Linked DNA regions of Rattus norvegicus: region 2 is linked to region 1. A link is a contact called in public HiChIP or PLAC-seq data. All regions are on one chromosome and are shown on one strand. The core of a region is the stretch at or near the end of the contact, and the rest is flanking DNA. Distances in the headings are between cores, read along the strand shown.

Region 1 (5,866 bases), core at 2,026-4,525:
AAACACACACACACACACACACACACACACACACACACACACAACACATGCACACTGAGTATATCTCTTGAGTATACCTCTAAGGTCAGAGAAGTTGATAATCAAAGATTAAACATAAGGAGTTAATAGTGATTATCTAAATTTTAGAAGTAATATTGCCAAGAAGTTGTGTTACATGGGGAATGACATAGAACAGACCAGTAAGATTCAGTAAGATTAATTAAGTAAGTAATTAAGTAAGTAAGGTTAATGTACACAGAAAGGCTAAATGAAATAGATGGAGAGAAACTATCTGGTACACAGTCTCTAATATCTTCTTCTCTTATGACCCAGACACCATTCTGCTCCACAAATACAATTACTTTCCATTAACTTTAGTGGGGTCTCATGCATGTATCTCCCTACATTGTGACATGCTACATACAATATTTTATACTTTGTCATCCAAAGGTTTGGAAGCCTTTCATAGCATAAGTATAGAATTTCATATTGTTAAATGGTTCGTATATTAATACATTGTGTGGTTGAATTGGAATTCACATGTAAATTCCCATGGGTGACATTTTAACTGTTTAAATTCTTTGACACTAAAATCAATATTCCAACTAGTCTTGAATATATATTCCAGAAGACCAGCAAATAAATCCCCTTCTATGTATAATCTTCATTTAATGAAAACTGTATTAGTTTGAAAGGAGGAGCTGAGAGACTGAGAGGGTCTATGTGTACCCAGTCCTGCCTTGGGGGTTTAGTGTTCTTGCTAAGAGAACCCCATTTTCTGAAGCACAGATAAAATATGAAATCAGAAAAAAATCATTAAAATGGACTTACAGCTTCATTTGCACAAAAGTTCTAGAATAATGTAGAATGCAAACTCATATACTTATACACTGTGCAGTGATCCGGGGTTGGAACTGTAAGCCTGCTGGTTAAGTACTTGACTAGCATGCATGGGATGAGGGGTTTCATGCACAGCTCACATGAATGGGCTGTGGTACTACAAAGCTGTAATCCCAGGGCTCAGGGGGTGGAGGCAGAAGGAAAGGGACGTTTAGATCAGTCTCAGTTACACAGCAGAGTTCAATGACAGCCTGAGACACAGGAGATGTCATCTTAGGAAAACAAAGAAAGAAATAGCTACTCGAAGTAGAATTGATCAGAAATTCCAAGTATGACACAAGCTAGAGTCATCACAGAGAAAGGAGCCTCCCTTGAGGAAATGCCTCCATGAGATCCAGCTGTAGGGTATTTTCTCAATTAGTGATCAAGTTGGGAGGGCCCAGGTGAAAGCAAGCCAGGGAAAGCAAGTCAGTAAGTAGCACCCTCCATGGCCTCTGCATCAGCTCCTGCCTCCAGGTTCCTGCCGTGTGTGAGTTCCTGTCATGAATTCCTTTGGTGATGAACAGCAGTGTGGAAGTATAAGCTGAATAAATCCTTTCCTCTCTGACTTGCTTCTTGGTCATGATGTTTTGTGCAGGAATAGAAACCCTGACTAAGACACCAAGGTTTATATCACTTGCTTATGATTGGTGTGTTGGGTAAGAACAATGTCTGCACAGGAACTGAGACAGCAGAGCTCCTGCCGTGGCCAGCCAATTTTGTAAAAGAATTTTGCGTTTGTGTGTGTGTGTGTGTGTGTGTGTGTGTGTGTGTGTGTGTGTGTAGTCTTCCAAAGGTTAAATTCTTTGACATTAAAATAAATATTCCAGCTAGTCTTGAATATCTATTCCAGAAGACCAGCAAATAAATCCCCTGCTAGATGTGTGTGTAAACATATATATATATATATATATATATATATATATATATATATATATATGAGAGAGAGAGCGTTCTTAGGAATGTTATTAAATATATGCTTATCAGCTAGGTTTTATAAACATTCATAAGTTAGGAAAACAACCCTTTTTAAAATTAAAAATAGGTATAGCTTGTGAATATTCTTATTATTTTAACTAAATGCTGCAAAGTTCCTCAAATCATTAAACACAGAGTTACTGTAAGATCTAACAATTCTGCCCACAGGAAATGGAAATATTCATCTTCATACCCCCCCAAAAAGCTGCATGAATTATCATTACTGCAACATCATGCTATTCAGAATGCAGAAACAAATTTCCGTCAATTGACAAATAGATTAAATGTGGCATCACCACACAATAGGATGGCATCTGGCCATGAAATACGTGGTCTGATTAAATCTTGAAAACATTATGCTGAATAAAAGAAGATAATTTTATAGTCTGAAGCAATGCCTCCATGGCTACAGCATTTGTTAGTCTTTCAGAGGATCCAAGTTGGGTTCCCTGTACTTACACGGGCTGATTCACCAAAGTCTGTAACTCCAGTTCCAAAGCTTCCAGTACCCTCTTCTGGTCTCTGTGGGCACTGCACACATGTGGTGTATAGACACACACACACACACACACACACACACACACACACACACACACACACACACATTTTTAAAGGCAATTAAAGAGCACCTCTATTCAAATATAAATCCAGAAATAAGAAAGTGCTTCGATTGGAGTTGTCTTAATCTGTGCTGTGCTTAATCACCACCACTTGCAGAAAAACAAAATGTCTATCACAGTTCCGTGGTTTGTAAAACCTAGATCGAGGCATCAGAAGCTTCATTATCTACAAGGGTCTGGTCTGCTCCCAGGATGCTGTCCTGGGTTACAGAGCGACTGGATAAGAGAAACTCTACAGCCTGGCTCGCATGACGGAAGACGAAGGGAAGGAAGAGAAACTGCGTTGTCAAGCTTTTTGTAAGAACGCCAAATCGCAGGGATAAGTCCACGTGGCGCCTCCTACGGACCACAGCCTGTATCGCAATCCTGTTACTGCACAGAACGGCCGAGCCTCCAAACTCAGCTCCGGGCGATCACTAAAGGGCAGAACTTCCTTTTAGGATAACAAAACTTCAAAAACAACCGTGGTCACTGCGGCGCCCACAACAGGGACGGTGTCGAAGCCAATGTGTGCTGTGCATTTTAACTGCATAATCATGTAGTTTGAGAATTACGTCTTCATTTTTTTTTTTTAAGTCATCCACCTTACAAAAGAAAAAGAGGCCCTGCACTGGTTACATAATGCTGCCTCTCGCGCTTATTTAAAGAATCTCTGGTTTGAGGGATAATTAGCGGTTTTGTAATAAGACAAGGGGCAGTTTCACCAAGAAGGAAATAATCACAGTGGTCTCATTAACCTCCTGTATAATCAAGCACCATTGAACATTCAGCAGCTCCTGGCAGCGGCAGCTCCTGCCAGCGCATCCTAGTCTTTATGAGGAACCAGTTACCCTGATTTCAGAATTGTCAGAGTGAGAAAGGCACAGCTGCTTTCAATGGACAGAAAATTAGATTGAAGAGAGACAGGGCCAAGAAATATTCGTATTGTTCCGAATAGCTTCTTCCTTTCCGGGTTCCGTTAGTCCTTGGGCGTCGGGAGATGAAATTTGTTAAGCAGTTGTTCCTCCTTACTTACGCACGGCTACATTTGCTCGTGCAAGGAGAAAAATCACAAGCGAAACTGAATGTTGACTGTGCACTCGGCTCGTAAAATAGAGCAAGACGGTTCTAGGAAGAAAAAAAAAATTTAAAAACAGACACAACTCCTTGTCGCTAAGAGAACATGACAAATGCTTCTTTCAGTCCAGTATTTTTAAAACCCTGTCTTCTAGATTTACATATATTTCAGGCAATGAGCTAAGTGCTATACATGGATCCTCTAATTTAATTTTGTATCGAGGGGCCGGTAACGCGGTGCAGTATGTAAGGGCTCTTGCCATCAAGCCCGCAGATCCGAGTTCAATCTCTAAAGCCCACACGGTAGGCAGAACCGATTCCCACGTGGCCTCTGACCTCCAGCACATGCGCTGTGGAGTGCATCAGCGGCCGTCTCTGTATCCTTTTCTCTGTCTCTTTGTTTCCTTCACATGTGTACACATGTTACCCGAAATAAACGAGTAATGTAAAGAAGATAAATGAAATATGTCACATCAATATTAAATCAAGAGTGTTAACACAGACTCCGAGACATGCATACATTATTTGACAGAATAATATATGAAATACACATGGATTCAAACAGAGAGCAACTGGGAAGCTAACCTAAGACCAATAGGACAATATAAAGATATAAAGATATAGATATAGATATAGATATAGATATAGATATAGATATAGATATAGATATAGATATAGATATAGATATAGGTAAAAATGGATACAGAAAACCAGAGATACAGAAATACAGAGATACAGAGATATAATATATAGATATATGTAGTTTTAGAAAAGCTTTGAATCATGAAGGTTTAGCTTTAAGGATAGAATGAAGTCCTGGTGACACGACCCTTTGAAAACAAAATATAGAGTTTGGAATTAAGAACTCCTTTACACAAAGTCAAGATCCGGGGAGTTGGTCCAACAACAAAACTGTAAAAAAGAAAAACCCAGTGAAAGGCAAAAACATCTACAAAGTTACAGTTCCTGTTTTTCTGTTGTTGTTTTCTGCAAAACACTGAGCGGGAAGAAAAGCCAGCCAGAATCTGCAACCGAGGTCAGCTTTCAAATAGGCCTAAGGTTCAGATACAAGTGCCTTTTACATGGTCTGAGCAGCCCTACACGAAGAAATGAAGATCCAAATTTAAGAGTGCCTGTCGGGGAAGAAGGTGTTCTCCACGTAGGCCTCTGTGCATCTCAGGTATAGATCCTGAAAAGAATCGGATCCCTCCTCAGTAACAAACACAAGCCCATCCAAGTCATTCTGAGAGAAGGGGGACACTGCTTTTAGGACATTAGATATTTAAATTACCTTTCAGAGAAGGAACAGGGTGAAAGAAAGACAAGTCAACACAGTTACTGTTTGCTGTAGTGAGAGGCGAGAGACTGGCTCACAGCCAAGTAGATTAACTTGTAAAATTGATCTGATAGATCTATAGAAAACTCTGGACCTTAAAAAAAAAAAATAGAACACATAGATTGTTTCTGAAAATCGCACGGGTATAAAGACATAAAAGAAATGCCAATTCCTTGGAAAATGTGTGCCATAAAAACTTTTCTCATCTGGGTGTGGTGGTGCCTTTTCTTAGTTCTACACTCAGGAGGCAGATCTGTGTGGGCTAGCCTGGTCTCTATAGCAAATTTCAGGCTAGCCAGGGCTATGTAGTAAGACCTTATCTTAAGCGCGCGCACACACACACACACACACACACACACACACACACACACACACACACCAAAACAAAAACAAAAACAAAAACATAAAACACAAACCAAATCCTGTTCTCTAATAATACCTTAGTTCAAGAAAAATAAAATTTTTGAAACAGTTTTGTGAAGTTCTGAAACTGATACACATCAAATAGTCTAGTTATTATAAATACTAAAATATAGCTTTTTTGCTATGTTGTGTGTATGTGTATGCATGTATGCATTTGTTCATGAAAAAGAGAAAAGGCAGAGAGAGACAGAGGCAGAGAAAGAGAGAGAGATAGAGACAGAGAGTATGTGTGTTTGTTTGGGACAGGGTCTTAGTCCCACAGACTGGTCTCAGACTTGCTTTGTAGTCATAGCTGGTCATGAAATCCTGGTCTCCCTGTCTCCACCTTCTGAGCACTGGATTATAGCATGAGTCGCCAAGCCAGGGGTCTGCTCTTATGTGTGTTTCTCAGGGGTTCTGTGGTGGTATCTCTAAGTTCTACACAAGCAAATAGGAGTTTCTAGGATAAAAGTCATCCTCCAGCTCAATGTTAAAGACAATACTAAATTTCCCAAAGTGGTTTATACCCACAGGCAATTCTAAATGTAGTATTACTTATAGCTATTATTCCTCAAATAATTGCAAAGTACGGCAA
Region 2 (5,866 bases), core at 1,615-4,114, 150 kb before region 1:
TCAGGGTTCTCTAGAGTCACAGAACTTAGGGGTAGTCTCTGTATAGTGAGGGAATTTGCTGATGACTTACAGCCTGTAGTCCAACTCCCCAGCAACGATCAGCAGCAGCTGTGAATGGAAGTGCAAGGGTCTATCGGTGGCTCCGTCCCACGAGGCAAGCAGAGCATAAGCCATTGTTTTAATGTTAGTGTTACCAGTGCTGAGGTGAGACACCATGGCCAAAGCAACTCAGGGAGGGAGGGTTTATTTGGCTGACAGTTCCCGATCACTGTTCATCACTGAAAGAAGTAGAGACAGGACTAACAGGGCAAGAACCTTGAGGCAGGCAGGAGCTCCTGGTCATGGCAAAGTACGGTTCACTGACTTGTCCTTCATGGCTTGTTCAGTCTCCTTCCTTTAGAACCTGGGACCACCAGCCCAGAGGTGGCCCCACCCACAATGTGCTGGGCCCTTCCCATCAATCATTATGAAAATGTCCTATACCTTGTCTACAGCTCAATCTTATGTAGGCACGTTCTCAATTGAGCTCTTGTGTCAAGTTCACACGCACATACACACACACACACACGTAGCCAGCATGGTTATCTAACATAATTAAACTTATTGAATTCATCCAATAAGAAGGTAAGAGCTGGGGAAATGGCTCAAAGGTTAAGAGGGAAGGCGACTCCTCCAGAGAAGCTTGAATCTGACTACCACCACCCACATACTGGGTCACAACCCTCTGTGACTTCAGTTCCAAGGGATCTGATGCCCTTCTGTGTCCTCTGCAGGGACCAGGTACGCAAGTGCACACAGACATGCACGCATATAAAACACACATGCACATAATATGAATATTTTTAAATGGGGAGGACAAAAAAGATGAGGAAGAGAAGTAGGGGTCACCAAGGCATGGGATATATATATATATATATATATATATATATATATATATATATATATAATATTGCCATATAGTGCTTTAAAAGATCCACTGTAGAGTGTGACAAAAAATAATCTAGAGATTTAGTATATCATTATTATAATCAAAACTGCATTTTACACTGAAAACATTTGGGAGGAAGAGGGGAGAGGTGGCTCAGAGGCTCAGTGCTTGTCTAACATGCAGTATCTGGGCTCAATCCCTAACTCCAAAAGAAGAAAGAAAGGAAAGAAATCAAAGAAGATATGCCTTTTAAAACTCAATTTTAAAATCTTAAACACACAAAGAACGGGAGAACTAAAAATAAAATCTATTCAACATCAAATCTGTCTATCATCTATCTATCTATCATCTATCTATCTATCTATCTATCTATCTATCTATCTATCAATCAGATAATTACAATTCTAGTCATCACTTGGCCAAGTTTTATTACTGGTAGCATCTTGGGGAAAGGCTGCGGCCCGCTGAGGTGTAAAGGACACCAGAGGTAGAACCCTGAACCACTCCCCTTCAGATAATGGGAAAGGGTTCTCCAGGTTTGTGTTCCCAGTACTGCCCCCCTCCCCCAACCACCGCAGGCTTTAGGCGGCCTAGATTCACCTCCTTGACAGCAGGAAAGGAGCCTGGATGGGTGTCTGGTTCTGACCTTGAAACAAGTTGGGAGAAAAACCTCTTTGCTTCCCTTTGCTTTCTTCCTGCTTGAAAGTCAAGGAGCTCTTTGGTTTAGAAGCGTATAAAGTTGGTTACATTTTCAGCTACAAATGGCTGGCTGTTTTGGGAAGTGCAGACGGCTGGACTGCGAGGACCGAGGAGTGTGGAAAGTCTGATGGGGAAGGTGAGGGCCTGGCAAAAAGAAAGCATTTTGGTGGGTCTAATGATTTTGGGAAAAAATTCTCTGCAAGGCTGGAACATTTCGCCACACGTAAGTGGCTATTTCCTTAGCCTCTTCTGCATTCACTGAGAGCTCCATGTAGCTGACCAGAGACTGAAAGAGCTGCGAAAACAGTCCCAGTGTGGGTTTGTCAAGAGAGATATTCAATTTAGGTTTTCCAAATGTGTTGCATGTAACAAAAGCCTGTATTTCTTTCTTTCTTTTTCTTTTCTTTTTTTTGTTTCAAAAGAGATCTGCCTCATTCTGGTTCATTTAATTCTTGGAAACATAGTTTTATATGTCCAGAGAGCCCTTTGAGCCTTTGAGAGAGTATTGCAAAGGCTTTCACCCCCTACCTCGCCCCCCTTCTCTGGAGGCAGGAAGTAAACTCTGCCAAATGCAAATGAACTCAGACTCTGACAGGCAAAGTGTCAAAGCAGAGAGCGCTACAGCATTTCCAGAACGCATGCTGCCTTACACAACTGACGTGTGGGGGTCTGAAAAACTACAGGAAGTCACGCCGACCTATTTAAGGTTTGCCATTTCAGAAACACAAATGTGCCTAGAAGTGCCTTGGATTTATGTTAGGAAGTCAGAAGACCTTTCCTTCCTTTTTAGGGCTCCAGAATCCTAGGGGACTTTAATCAAAGTCTTCTGCCTCTGGAGTTGTCTGTGTGGTTCCGGAACTACACAGTCTCCGACTTAGAGTTACAAATCCTAACTGGTCTGACATAATACTGACCGACTGAAAGACAGCATGGGCCACGGCTGCCCTTCCAAGGGTTAACAGAGCTGGTTCCAAGGGAGTGAGGCAACCACAGAAACAGGATAATAAATGTGACACTCTCAGACTATCACTAGCAAATATTTGAGCTTATCAAATAACGGAGGAAGTAGTTTAGTTACAAATAAACCAATCTCTCATAAAACAAGTTTTCACACAGGGTCATTTCATTGAGCTGGAGACAGCTAGAGGCCACTCTAGGCAGAACTCCTACTCTGTGTACACTTCGTAACAGCCTCTCATGATTAATGGACAGCAAGGCGGGGAGGCTGGGCCCTGTAGCTCGCTGGAGCTGGGCTTCCTATCAGCCAAACAGCCATAAACAGCAGGTCAGGATTACTGCACGGGAATGCCTGTCCCCTGGGAACATAGCTGGGTTTGTGCTCACTTCCCCTGCCGCCCGCCCGCCTTCCTTCTCTCTCACAGCTCTCTCTCTCTCTCTCTCTCTCTCTCTCTCTCTCTTCCTCTTTTTTCTCCCTGTATCTCAGAGAGCATCGTGTCCTAGAAACTATAGTAGATGTCACTGCTTGGCACTTTCTGTGCAAAGAGGACAAGTATGTGGGCGCAGGGGGGTGGAGGGAAGCTACTCTTAAAGCCACAGAGACTGTTGGCTAAGGGCTGGACGGAGGCTGTTTTTCTGGAACTTTAGAAATCAGCACGGTGAAAGCATCTAATTTGGATTTCGGAAAAAACAGGGGCACTGTTGGAGGGTAAGGGGGGCGCGGGGAGCCTCTTGTTTCAAAGGGAAGTTCTCATTGAGATTAAGAAGAAATAAAAATATTCTGGCATAATTACAGCAATTCAACAAGTAAAAAAAAAGCCTGGGAAACCGCTAGAGTTTTGGGTTGTGGATGTTCATTTCTGGTGAAATAGAAATGTGTCCATTTCTGAATTTTAATTTGTAGAAAACTTGTTTCATTCCCCATAAAGGATAATAAAAAAATGTGAATTAGATGACACATAGGAATAGGAGTATGAAAATAGAAACATTCAGCCACAGCACCACCATTCAGAGCAGGCATTTAGCATGTTTTCTACCCATCTTTTCCAAAATCTGTTAAAAATAGAATGTTGAGACCTTCACCATATGGAGAATTTTGTATATTTTCGGTCAGATTCTAGCATAGTCATGGCCCCACGGTGTTAGCCAACTTTTTTTGCATATATAGTTTTAGAGTTGAAAAATACTAATTTTTGCAACTTAAATCTCCCTCGGGAAGCTTTAGAACCCCTGTTTCTTTCTGCTATACAGCAGCGCTGGCTGGCTTTACTTTTCAGGTGTGTTCATTTACCCCAAGTCTATGTGATGCGTTTTAATAAAACTTGGAGCGAAAAGGGCAGCGCTATAACCCTCATAGCTATCTCATTAGTTTTTATATTTTAAACAAACGCTCTGCTGATTGCATTTTCCATGGAGCTGGGTGAGATTCAGAGCCTTCTCTTGGCTTTAGGATGTACTTAACTCTGGTAATGCTCTTCCCAAATGCACAAGCCCTGCCCGACACAGTCACATTCCTTTAAGCATGCAGGAATGACCCTTGCATTCGCCCGTTCCCCTGCCTGCTACCTGCGATACCAGCATTTAGATGCACTTTGTTTATATTGGGCATCTGGACCAACTTTTCATAACCATCATCTTTTCTGAGCCCTGGCCTGGATCTACTTTCAATCATTGCGCTCCAGAGTCTGTATTCATTATACACAGTGATTCTCTGTACCATACCAACGATGTCTCTGCTGTTCTCTTACCTAACCCAGACAAAAGTTATGTTGGGAATGTACAAGAAACGTAAGTCTTTCATACCTTTGGGGTCCTGCGCGATAACTAAGGGTTAAAGCATTGCTGTAGCTGGTGTGTGGGGGCGGAGCTAAGCTGCCCTGTGGCTGGAGCCTGAGGTGCAGCCTGTTTTCAGCATGAGTTCCTTCAGCACTGACTTCCCCTGTCTGGCTGTGTACCTGTGGGCTAAACTTCTCCCCTTTCTCTTAGGTCTTCCCCATTCTGGTTGCCCAACATGTTAACTGTACTTAACAATAACCTGCGTATTACAAAAAGAGCCCAAAGAGAGAATTTTAAATGTTCTTGCCACAAAGGAATGATAAGCTTGTGAGGTGGATGGATATTCAAATTAGCCCAAAATGTATACACAAAATGTCACCCTATGTCCTATATGTATATGCAATTACTTCTCAATGAAGAGCAAAATCAAAATTAAAAGAGCTTCCTTTTATTTTGATCATTAAAAGACTTGTGTTAAAGGGAAGAAATGAGTTCCTTTTTAAGAGTCACATCCAGATAGACCTAAATTATTTTCTTGTCTCTATGGAGATATAATTTAGAATGCTTTGGGTGTTCAAAAGCTGGGACTCTTGTGTGGGATCTAAACTGCATATTACTGGGCTTCCAAACATCACTGGGATCTTTTTGAAAAGGTAGATCTCAACCATGGAGAGGGTGGATATTTATTACAAATTAACGCATTTTAGCTTTGATGTCTTAGAGGTTTTCTTCAGGTGAATGAAAACTCTTTAACAAGTCTGAGAGAAAAACCACTATTTCAACTATAGACATGAGAAAATATTAGCATTCAATTGATCTTGTCTTACTTGTTACCTTCAAAGCATTTTCAGATGTGCAGCAACACAGACTTACCCTGAGTAGGTATTGGGTGACGATGTAAGTACTAAACACTTGCAGAGTATCCCAAGCACACTGGCCCTCATGGATATTTGAAGTGTCTCACCTGTAGCTCAGGGATACACGTGGCCCAGGATAGGCTATGAATGCAGTCCAAAACAAAATTGCAAACTGACTTAAAACATGGTGGTTGTTTATGTGTATGATTTTTTTTACAAGTCTCTGTGCGTGTTCTTGTATATGGACATGCATGTACATCTGCGGATACTCTTCCTACATGTGTTTGCACATCTGTGCAGAGACCAAAGATTGTCCTTGGGTGTCTTCCCCAATCAATCTGCATCTTATACTCTGAGGCAGGGTCTCTCCCTAGAACACATGGGTTAGCCAGTTGCTCTAGGGATCTCTTGTCTTTGCCTCCTATATACTAGGATTGTAGGTGGGCCACAGTGCCCGCCTCGTGTTTACATTGGTACTGAGGACCTAAATTCTGCTACTCACATTGTGTAACAGGTACTTTATCCAATGAGCTATTTTCCCAATTGCCCCAATATTTTTGTTTGCTTTTTGCTTTTTTTTTTTTTAAAAAAAGAAAAAATACTACTGGATTGTATGGGCCTTAGGCATGAACTTTTGTAAGGTCAAAAG

What was found. HiChIP or PLAC-seq counts read pairs in DNA pulled down with a chosen protein or histone mark.
Region 2: an H3K27ac HiChIP or PLAC-seq map of oligodendrocytes shows a contact between it and region 1, with 11 times the contacts expected there. The contact joins two enhancer-like sites. A contact is called at or near these places in 1 of 12 Hi-C or Micro-C datasets (frontal cortex) and 1 of 1 datasets of contacts at active chromatin or transcription factors (oligodendrocytes).

What each region holds. Positions count from the first base shown.
Region 1 is chr15:88,790,665-88,796,530 of GRCr8, reverse strand. No RefSeq gene overlaps it. Among named protein-coding and RNA genes, the nearest start is that of Trnap-agg90, 300 kb to the right of the region's middle. Within about 2 kb of position 3,275, at least 43 of the 93 cell types and tissues checked have an H3K27ac peak or open chromatin away from gene starts, as enhancers often do.
Region 2 is chr15:88,937,344-88,943,209 of GRCr8, reverse strand. No RefSeq gene overlaps it. Among named protein-coding and RNA genes, the nearest start is that of Spry2, 170 kb to the left of the region's middle. Within about 2 kb of position 2,864, at least 83 of the 93 cell types and tissues checked have an H3K27ac peak or open chromatin away from gene starts, as enhancers often do.